2 separate regions of the Pan troglodytes genome follow, and region 1 is linked to region 2. Evidence: chromatin contacts called from public Hi-C data. All regions are on one chromosome and are shown on one strand. Each heading gives the region's core, a stretch centred on a gene start, on an enhancer-like site or on the middle of the called end of the contact. The rest is flanking DNA. Distances are from core to core; before and after follow the strand shown. Region 1 overlaps NTRK2 (neurotrophic receptor tyrosine kinase 2). Region 2 holds the start of NTRK2 (neurotrophic receptor tyrosine kinase 2).

Evidence for each region. Hi-C and Micro-C count contacts between places; a contact is called where the count stands out from the background.
Region 1: a contact with region 2 is called in a Hi-C map of induced pluripotent stem cells, with 2.7 times the contacts expected there. The contact joins the enhancer-like site here to the promoter of NTRK2 in region 2. A contact is called at or near these places in 2 of 7 Hi-C or Micro-C datasets (induced pluripotent stem cells and stem cell-derived neural progenitor cells) and 1 of 1 datasets of contacts at active chromatin or transcription factors (stem cell-derived excitatory neurons).

Annotation. Positions count from the first base shown.
Region 1 is chr11:75,414,958-75,419,317 of NHGRI_mPanTro3-v2.0_pri, forward strand. It overlaps NTRK2 (neurotrophic receptor tyrosine kinase 2), which reads left to right. Exons shown (of 20, transcript XM_001135401.5): 18 at 3,737-3,971. Among named protein-coding and RNA genes, the nearest start is that of NTRK2, 280 kb to the left of the region's middle. Within about 2 kb of position 2,439, at least 9 of the 24 cell types and tissues checked have an H3K27ac peak or open chromatin away from gene starts, as enhancers often do. A contact at or near this core is called in induced pluripotent stem cells, where this site is marked.
Region 2 is chr11:75,130,438-75,135,152 of NHGRI_mPanTro3-v2.0_pri, forward strand. It overlaps NTRK2 (neurotrophic receptor tyrosine kinase 2), which reads left to right and starts at 2,250. Exons shown (of 20, transcript XM_001135401.5): 1 at 2,250-2,639; 2 at 3,156-3,277; 3 at 3,534-3,742; 4 at 4,231-4,715. The coding sequence starts at 4,603.

The DNA of each region.
Region 1 (4,360 bases), core at 1,189-3,688, 280 kb after region 2:
TGTGTGTGTGTGTGTTGCAACTTGACTCTTTCACTTTCTCACTCAGCCTCTCCTTCTCCCTAGCTCTCCTTCCTGCCTTGCAGAAGGAACAGGCACCTGGTTCTCCCTTGGCACCTTGCACAGGGTGTGGAGCAATTGGAAACCTAGCCTGCTTGGTTTCAGAACCTGCTAAACTCTGGGAACAAGAGGTTTGCCATGCCAAAAGTCTAGTTCTCAGGTGCACTAACATGCTGCAAATATAGGCTGTCCTCTTTCCGCAAGGGAGCTGGGCACTTAGCTGCCATGAAAAGTCCCCAGCTGTATCAGCTCTGCCCTATAAGGACAGATGTCTTCTCTTGTCTCCCTACCCTCTTTATTCATCCAAAAGCCATATATTAAGCACCAGCATGGCCAGGCTCTAAGCTAGTTAGGGTGGGAAATGAGGAATAAAACACATGTCTTTGCTTGCAAGGGTTTCATGATTTTTCCTCTTAGAATCTGTCCAGAGTTGCCGTCTAATGAGGGGAAAAATAGACTACTATTTTTCAAACTATCACAGCTAACATTTATTGAACTTTCTAAGCATTTTAATATGTTTCAGGGTATAAACCATCCTTGCCGTCATTCCTACGTTACAGTTGGGGAAACTGAATCACACAGGTAGCAGATGACAGAGCTGAGATTCAAACCTGCAGCCCCTGGCTGCAAGAACTCATGGTCTTAACCACTCTGCCATCCTGTCTGCTGAGGTGCTTGTTGAAAAGACCAGAAGGAAAGTGGTGTGCTATAGAATCCTGGAGCCAGAGCAGTTGGTGCAGTGCCGGCTGTAATCCACGCTGGAGAGAACTGGACAGCTAAGTCAGGCCCATGAACCTGCTACTTGCTTCCCAAGCCAGGGAGCTGATGGTGCTTTTTAAAATTTTTTTATTTTTTTTACCTCTTAAGGAATGTCTTCCTGGAAGAGATGAAATGTGTTTTTATTTCTAAGACTTCACGAGGACCTGGGAAAGTGAAAGCAGAGGATTGCAGCGTTAACCGTTATTTCTGTTCCTCTTAAGGACTTGTGTAGCAGACCCACCTACCCACTTTTTACAGCAGTATGTTCTGCTCAGAGAAAGCATCCAGAGGCTTATTTTATTTCAAGAGTCGTGTTCGGAAAGTTGAACAGCAAATACCCAGATATAAACAGGGGAAATTACTTTAAAAATCCAGGAGTCTCCCCCAACCCACACATACTAATATAAAGTGCATTAGGCATTTGAGGGCCACCAGCTTCCTGACGTCTGCAGAGTGTGGGGTTGGAGGAAAGAATTTTGTGCGGAGGTGGCCTTTTGCACTGACATCTAACTTTTCCTCTATCCTGGAGTCTGCCTCTGACAGATATTTAAAGTAGATCAGTTTTCTGGAACTGATATAAGGCTGTGGCCAATCAACAAATTATTTTATTATTTAAATGGTATCTATGAAGATTAAATTCTGACCGAGTCTCTGGGTCTTTATTTCAGATTTTCTTTAGTTTATGTGCACCCCAGCCCCTTCTCCTGGTGCTGAGGTCATAGTAGATTTAAGGAAGACAAGTGAAAACATTGGCAATTTCCCCTGACCCCTCAGTGCTGAAAAGGATTAGGCTTGATTCACCTTTAGTGAAGTGGAAAGGGCCCACCCTCTAGTATCCTGAAGAGCCCTGTTACAGGCCAGTTACAAAAAGTAATGCACAGAGGATAACTTGTGTTTTCACATCACCTGTCAATTTCATTTTTAAAGAGAATCTTTGTTTGCAAAGCCTTTCTCCCTGGTTTTCCTGTGAAAGGCCACGAAGCAGTATGCAAGCACAGTGTCAGTCCTCCTCACATCAATGCCCTTAGCAAGGGGCAGTTAGTATCTACAATTTACAGAGGGAGGAAACAGGCCCAGAGAGGTTATGTAACTCACCCAAAATCACACAGCAAGTGTGGGACAGGATCCAAATTCATTTCACATATCCCGGAGCTTTGGCCACTGTGCCGCTTCTTACCTTGAGTAGGTGCTTTTGAGCTGAAGAAAGCCCTGGAGCATTTTCCCAGCATTGTTCCTCAATGTGACAAGAGGCAGCTGGGGGTTGTGGTTTGAGTAGAGGTGAAATATGTTAGGACTGGCTTGTACAAAAACAGGAAACTCCTCCCCAGGGAATGGTTAAATCCAGGTATTTAGAGACAGGAAGAACCTAAGAAATTACCCAGTATAATATTCCTCTGTATTTTTGACTAATGAAGAAATTGTACATGAGAGAAATTAAAGGGCTTCCCAGGATCATGGCATTGGACGCTGGTAGGCCTGGGAGACCCCCCAACTTCTGTCCAGTGTTCATTCCCTGAGATTACAGGAATGAAAGATCTGGTGACAGAATGATTCCCGAAATCAAAGGCAAAGACAGTCACTGTAGGCTGGAGCCAGGATGGAAGTGGGGATACGCCTGTGGCTTGAATAGTTGGGGGAAGGAGGGCGGAGAGGCAGGGCAAACCCTGACATGTGTTCTCAGACAATTCTGGCTTTCTCAGTTTCAAATACTCACACGGCTCTGAAACCCTGCAGGTGAGGTTACCTACTTTAACATTTATGCAAAATCCTCTATATTTATTCCAAGTGTTTCAAAACGTCTTGAGGGAGATCTTTCCTTTCCGAGAGAGAAGCCCTTTGGCCACGCCAGGGCAGAGCCCGGCAGCACACCCCGCCTTTATTCCTTGCACTGCAGCGCCCCCTCAGGCCACCAGGGGCAATGACGCTCATCTTGGCTCACAGCGCAGGATGTCACAGCAGAGCCTGCCGCGCTGAGGGCGGCATCCTAAGACGCGGATCCTCCCACCCTTGCAGGACTTGCGTGTTAGGGTGCCCTAAGTCATCACATAGCTGAGGAGAGGCCAGGTGTGTAAGACAGAAGAAAAATAAGATTTAAAAAATCATAGTCCCCCTCCCCATAGTGTAAACAATAAAATTTTCCCCAGCAAAAGAATAAACAGGCTGTGGTTCAAAAGAGTTCTCCTATGTGTTGGCCATAGCCTGTGTTGAGCGGAGGTTGGAGGAGGGGTGGACAGAAGGAAATGGTATTTTGTATTGAGAATGAACATCCAGATTGAGAATGCCCTGGGACTCTGTTGTTGAACTGGGCTTGAGAGAGCCAGGCGTAGCTTCAAAACCATGCCTGGCCACAGATCAGGTGGACTATGGAAGGCCGCAGGCTGCCCAGCTCTGGTGCTGGTGGGGACACTCTGGAGGAATCAGCTTGGTTGGGGGATACTCTGGCATAGCCTGGCTAGGTGGGGAGGGGTGGGGACCCACTGGGCTGCCATGTCCATCCCACTAGGAGAGTCCATCTTTCCCCATATGTTTTGTTTTTGGTTTTGTCTTCCTTCACCTACCTGCTGCTTCTCAGGGTCAGGGGGCCCTGGTAAGTGCCTGAACCCAGCACAGTGCCAGAGCCCCTAAAATGTCAACCTGTCTGTACACTGGAGGGAAGGGGGACATTCAGGCCCACGGGGTCCTGGGAATTCCAGACTCTTTGGGAAACAGAGCAGCCTGGGTGCTCTCAGGACTGCAGAAGTACAACTGTGTGAGCACCTTTGTCTCCTGTTCATGCTAAGTCAGGCAGCAACTTTTAGCACCAGCAGCTACAGGGTGGGGGTGAGGAGCTTAGCAAGAGGGACGGGGAGGGGCAGGGGCAAAGGGCCCCTGGAGTGAAAATGCTGAGGCCCCCAGCTTCATTCTCCATGTCCTTCCCCAGGGCACACGGCCCTGATGCCGTGCTGATGGCTGAGGGCAACCCGCCCACGGAACTGACGCAGTCGCAGATGCTGCATATAGCCCAGCAGATCGCCGCGGGCATGGTCTACCTGGCGTCCCAGCACTTCGTGCACCGCGACTTGGCCACCAGGAACTGCCTGGTCGGGGAGAACTTGCTGGTGAAAATCGGGGACTTTGGGATGTCCCGGGATGTGTACAGCACTGACTACTACAGGGTGAGTAGCTGTGCAGATCAGAGACCCCAGGGACCTCTTTCCCTGCGGGACCCCTGCTGTATTTGTTTGCTGAGGCTGTCATAACAAAATATCATGACTGGGTGGCTTAAACGACAGACATGTGTTTCTCATGGCTCTGGAGGCTGGAAGTCCAAGCTCAAGGTGTGAGTGGGATTGGTTCCTCCTGAGGCCTCGCTCCTTGGCTTGCAGGTGGCTGCCTTCTCACTATGCCCTCACATTGGGATGGTGACAACCCAATCCTTCCCTTTAGGTCTAAATTTCTTCTTTTAAGGACACCAGTCAGATTGGATTGCATCCCACCCTAATGGTCTTTTTAACTTAATCACCTATTTAAAGTCTTGTCTCCAAATACAGTCACATTTTGAGGC
Region 2 (4,715 bases), core at 1,000-3,499:
TGTTTTACATTTTCCTTTTGATTTTTTTAAACTCTATTCGCTTTAATCTTTTCAGTGCTTCTTTCTCTGGCCTCAGATAGCTTTATCACCTGCATGTGTCAATCAGCACTATGCTGAATACTTGAGAGGAACCCTCTGCAGATGTCCATAGTTCTTTCTGGGCAATACTCTTCTCTTTGCTACTCTGTCTTGTGAACTCTGCACTCCTTGATTTCTCTTGAGCTAGTCTCCTCAACTTAGGTAGATGGCCTCTGCCTGGGTTCCTTCTCTCTGAATGATGACCTTCATTGTCTTATATCCATTGTCTTAACTTTAATATATTTTGTTCAGTGTGTTGGTCATATGATTGAGAGAACAAATCTGTTCCCTATTACTCCATTTTAATCAGAAGTTGGCAGTATTCTTGCTTATTTTTTTACAACTCAGTATTGGATGTTAAAATCAATGTATTGAGTTATTACATGCATTCAAAAATGGAATGGTGTAGAAGAGAAAAGGATATATTAGTTTATGTACTAAGGGTAAGTAAGTTTCATATTATGACACTTCTTTTTTAGTTAGTATACGCCTTTATGTATGTGTTCATTGGGTTGTGATATAAAGGGCATTTCTTACTGTGGATCATGGTCAAAAGAGTTTGAGAAACATTGCTCTAGGTACATCATGGTTCAGTGCAGGTAGGAGCCTGCAGCACTTAATTTCTATGCCTGCATTGAAGGGATCTAGAAAAAAGTCATCTCTATATTGTTCATCTGAAAAATGTTCATCATCTCTTACAAAGGTGTGATCTGAGAATCCTTGAAGTGATCTCTGGGACGTATCTTATAGGTCTTAAAATCGAGGTAGATCCACAGTTCTATCAGTTAAGAAATAGCTACTGATCACCAGTGTGTTCTAGACACTGTCCATGGAGGTGTTCAGTTACTAGCATGAATAAGTAGGAGGCCCTCTCTGGCCCAGTACTGAAGCCTATCTGGCTACTAAATGAGACAGAAAGTAAGGCAAGGTTTTAAGCAGTGCTGGGAGCACTCAGAACGCAAGGAAGATTTGAAATTGTGAAGGTGAGAAGGAGCGTGTCTGGGGGAATTATCCAGGTTCTTGCAGAATTAGAGGTTAAGAAAGTGAGATCTCCTTTATTTTATTTTATTCATTAAAAATACACATATATTTTAACACCTACCATGTCCTTGAGAGATATCAATGAATAAAATAGATAAAAATCCCTGCCTACATGGAGTGCACATTCTTCTGGGAGAAATTTTAAAAATATATATAATAAGTAAATTATCTGTCCAAAGGACAAACTGCTATGGTTGAAATAGTACAGCAGAAGTAGGGTGATTAGAAGTAGGACCGCAAGTCCTAATTTTAAGTGGGAGATAGTGGAATATATTTAGAATCCAACTATAATAGTAGCATATATTTACTCTAATAGAAACTCTACAAATATTCCAACATAATTAGACTCTTCTGGTGTACAAACCACCGTAAGACTGCCTATTCTCCATACCGCATTGACATGCTGCAGCCACTAGGGCGAAAATGGGCCGTTTCTTAGAAAAATGGGCTCAGAGTATGGGAGTGTGAGAGAAATGTGGGTGATTACGCACACACTCCTTCCTTCCCCAAGTGTTCCTCAGGGGCTTCTCCACTTAAGGGGCACTGACAAGACAGGCGGAGTTTTACGTGCGTCTGAGACCAGGTCGTTTTTGCCCTTGGCGTCTCTTCCTTGGCGCGTCCTCACCTAGTAGAGAATAGAGGCGCAGCTCAGGAGTAAACTTCAGCCTGGCCGTTCACCACTCGATGTGTGTTACAGCCGAGTGACAGTGGTGAGACAGACCTGCTGGCCTTGCTTTCGGGACCTGCAGCAAGATTTTTGGGTGCTGTCCAAGAATTCCCGCGGTTACACTCAGCGCCCAGGATCTGTACAAAAAAGCCCCACTAGATGTTTTACGTTCCCTTCGTAATATTTAACGCTTGGCCTAGATCCGAGCATTCACTCTAACGTTCGGTTTCTTGATCCTTCCCATCCCCAAACTCTGCGGGTAGATCAGTGACTATTACTATATTTTGAACGAGACTCCAACCCATTGCTCTCTCTCGAGCGAAGGATTGCCCGCCTTTTTCCCCCGGGCAGGAGCTCGGCGAGGCCAGGAGAGCCGCGCACCGGCCAGGCAGGGACGCGCAGGCGTCGGGCGCCGCTGGTTGCGCATCTGGCGCCAGAGCGCGCCCCCAGCGCTGTGCCCGCCGCGACTGGGGCCGTGGGCTGGTGCTCCGGAGCGTGCCGGGCGCTCTCTCCCCGCGCGGGGGCACCAGAGCCCTCGGAAGTGTCAGGCACTGCGGTGTATTTTCCCAGTTCTCTTTTAAATGACTGCGGAAAAACAGATTCCCAGCCGCAAAAGGGAAGACGGATTCTCAGACGAGGCTTGCAAACGCCCCGCAGCCATCATTTAACTGCACCCGCAGAACAGTTACGGTTTGTCACCCGACCCTCCCGGATCGCCTAATTTGTCCCTAGTGAGACCCCGAGGCTCTGCCCGTGCCTGGCTTCTTCGTAGCTGGATGCATATCGTGCTCCGGGCAGCGCGGGCGCAGGGCACGCGTTCGCGCACACCCTCGCACACATGAACACGCGCAAGGTACGGCAGGGGAGCAAGGGCTTGGGATGCCCTACGTGGGGGTGGGCATCGCGGGGAGTGAATCCACGATCTGGGAATGGCTACATCCCGTCAGGTTAAAGGATGAGAGAAAATGACGCGGCGCCACACATCGGACAGGCCAGGGTGGCCACCGAGCATTTAGAATACGCATCAGGCGCGCTCCCTTCCCCTCACATGTCTCTATTTCCCGGGCGTGTGATGGCAGAAAACGGCAGGAAAAAGACCCACTTAGAGAGCTAGAATTGTGTTTGGAGACTCCCTTCCCTCTGCAAAAGCACCAACAGGAAGCCCCTCCAAAACCACCGATCCCCAAATAGGTGGCCCGGAATGGGGGCGGTGATCCTTGGTTACCAATGCAGAACACGTTTTGGTGTTTACAACATTTATTTATTTTTAGGATAGCTTGCCCTCCCTTTTAGGCAGGGTGGGAAAGGAGAACGCGGGGAGGGAGAAGGGAGGGAGGATTCCTATAATAAGAATCAGCGCATTTTTCAGAGCTGAACCAAGCACGGTTTCCATTTCGAAAAGGGAGACAGCCTCTACCGCGATTGTAGAAGAGACTGTGGTGTGAATTAGGGACCGGGAGGCGTCGAACGGAGGAACGGTTCATCTTAGAGGTACCTGGATGTAAATGCACACACACACACGGACACACACACGCACGCGCGTGCATGTCTACACGGCCAGGATGTGTGCGTGTGTGCGCGCGTGTGTGAACTCCCACATGCTGCTGCTGTCTGCTTCTGGCCAGTGGCACCGATGCCTCCCTCCTCCCTGCTCGCCCCCAGATTCCCCTCCCCTCCCTGGTGCTTTTGTCTGGAGGGTGTTATGGGTTTGTGTGTGTATGAGCGTGTGTGTGTTTTTGGATTTCAGACTAATTTTCTGGAGTTTCTGCCCCTGCTCTGCGTCAGCCCTCACGTCACTTCGCCAGCAGTAGCAGAGGCGGCGGCGGCGGCTCCCGGAATTGGGTTGGAGCAGGAGCCTCGCTGGCTGCTTCGCTCGCGCTCTACGCGCTCAGTCCCCGGCGGTAGCAGGAGCCTGGACCCAGGCGCCGCCGGCGGGCGTGAGGCGCCGGAGCCCCGGTGAGCAGCGCAGATAGTGCCCTCGGTCGCCTCGGCCCTCACTGTCTCCCCCTGGGGCGGCCTCGGCTACTCCCCAGGTGGGACGTGCCGCGCCACCTGCCCGCGCCACCGGCACCCAGCGGCCGTGGCGGATTCTGCAGCATCATTCGGGGGCCCCGTCGCGGAGCCAAAGCCGCCGGCAGTCTCCGCATTCCCCTTTAAAGGGTCCTTCGCCCGGCCTGTACCATGGAATCCTGTCTTGGGGACCCTTTCCCTACCTCCCCTCCCTTGGCCTCAGGCTCGAAGAGAGAGTGGGCACACTGGTGGCTCCAGCGGCGTCAGTGCCATCGCGGGGCAAGTTGATTCCTGGGCCGGAGCTGGGCACTCATCCATCCACAGTCTCCGGGCTGGGGTCGGGGTGGGGATGACGCGAGCAGAGAGGGAGAGTGCCCCAATTAGTGGTGTTGGGGGTCCTACGCTCAGTCTTACGCGTGTCTGTTTGTCCTCAGCCTCGAGGTGCATACCGGACCCCCATTCGCATCTAACAAGGAATCTGCGCCCCAGAGAGTCCCGGGCGCGCCGCCGGTCGGTGCCCGGCGCGCCGGGCCATGCAGCGACGGCCGCCGCGGAGCTCCGAGCAGCGGTAGCGCCCCCCTGTAAAGCGGTTCGCTATGCCGGGGCCACTGTGAACCCTGCCGCCTGCCGGAACACTCTTCGCTCCGGACCAGCTCAGCCTCTGATAAGCTGGACTCGGCGCGCCCGCAACAAGCACCGAGGAGTTAAGAGAGCCGCAAGCGCAGGGAAGGCCTCCCCGCACGGGTGGGGGAAACCGGCCGGTGCAGCGCGGGGACAGGCACTCGGGCTGGCACTGGCTGCTAGGGATGTCGTCCTGGATAAGGTGGCATGGACCCGCCATGGCGCGGCTCTGGGGCTTCTGCTGGCTGGTTGTGGGCTTCTGGAGGGCCGCTTTCGCCTGTCCCACGTCCTGCAAATG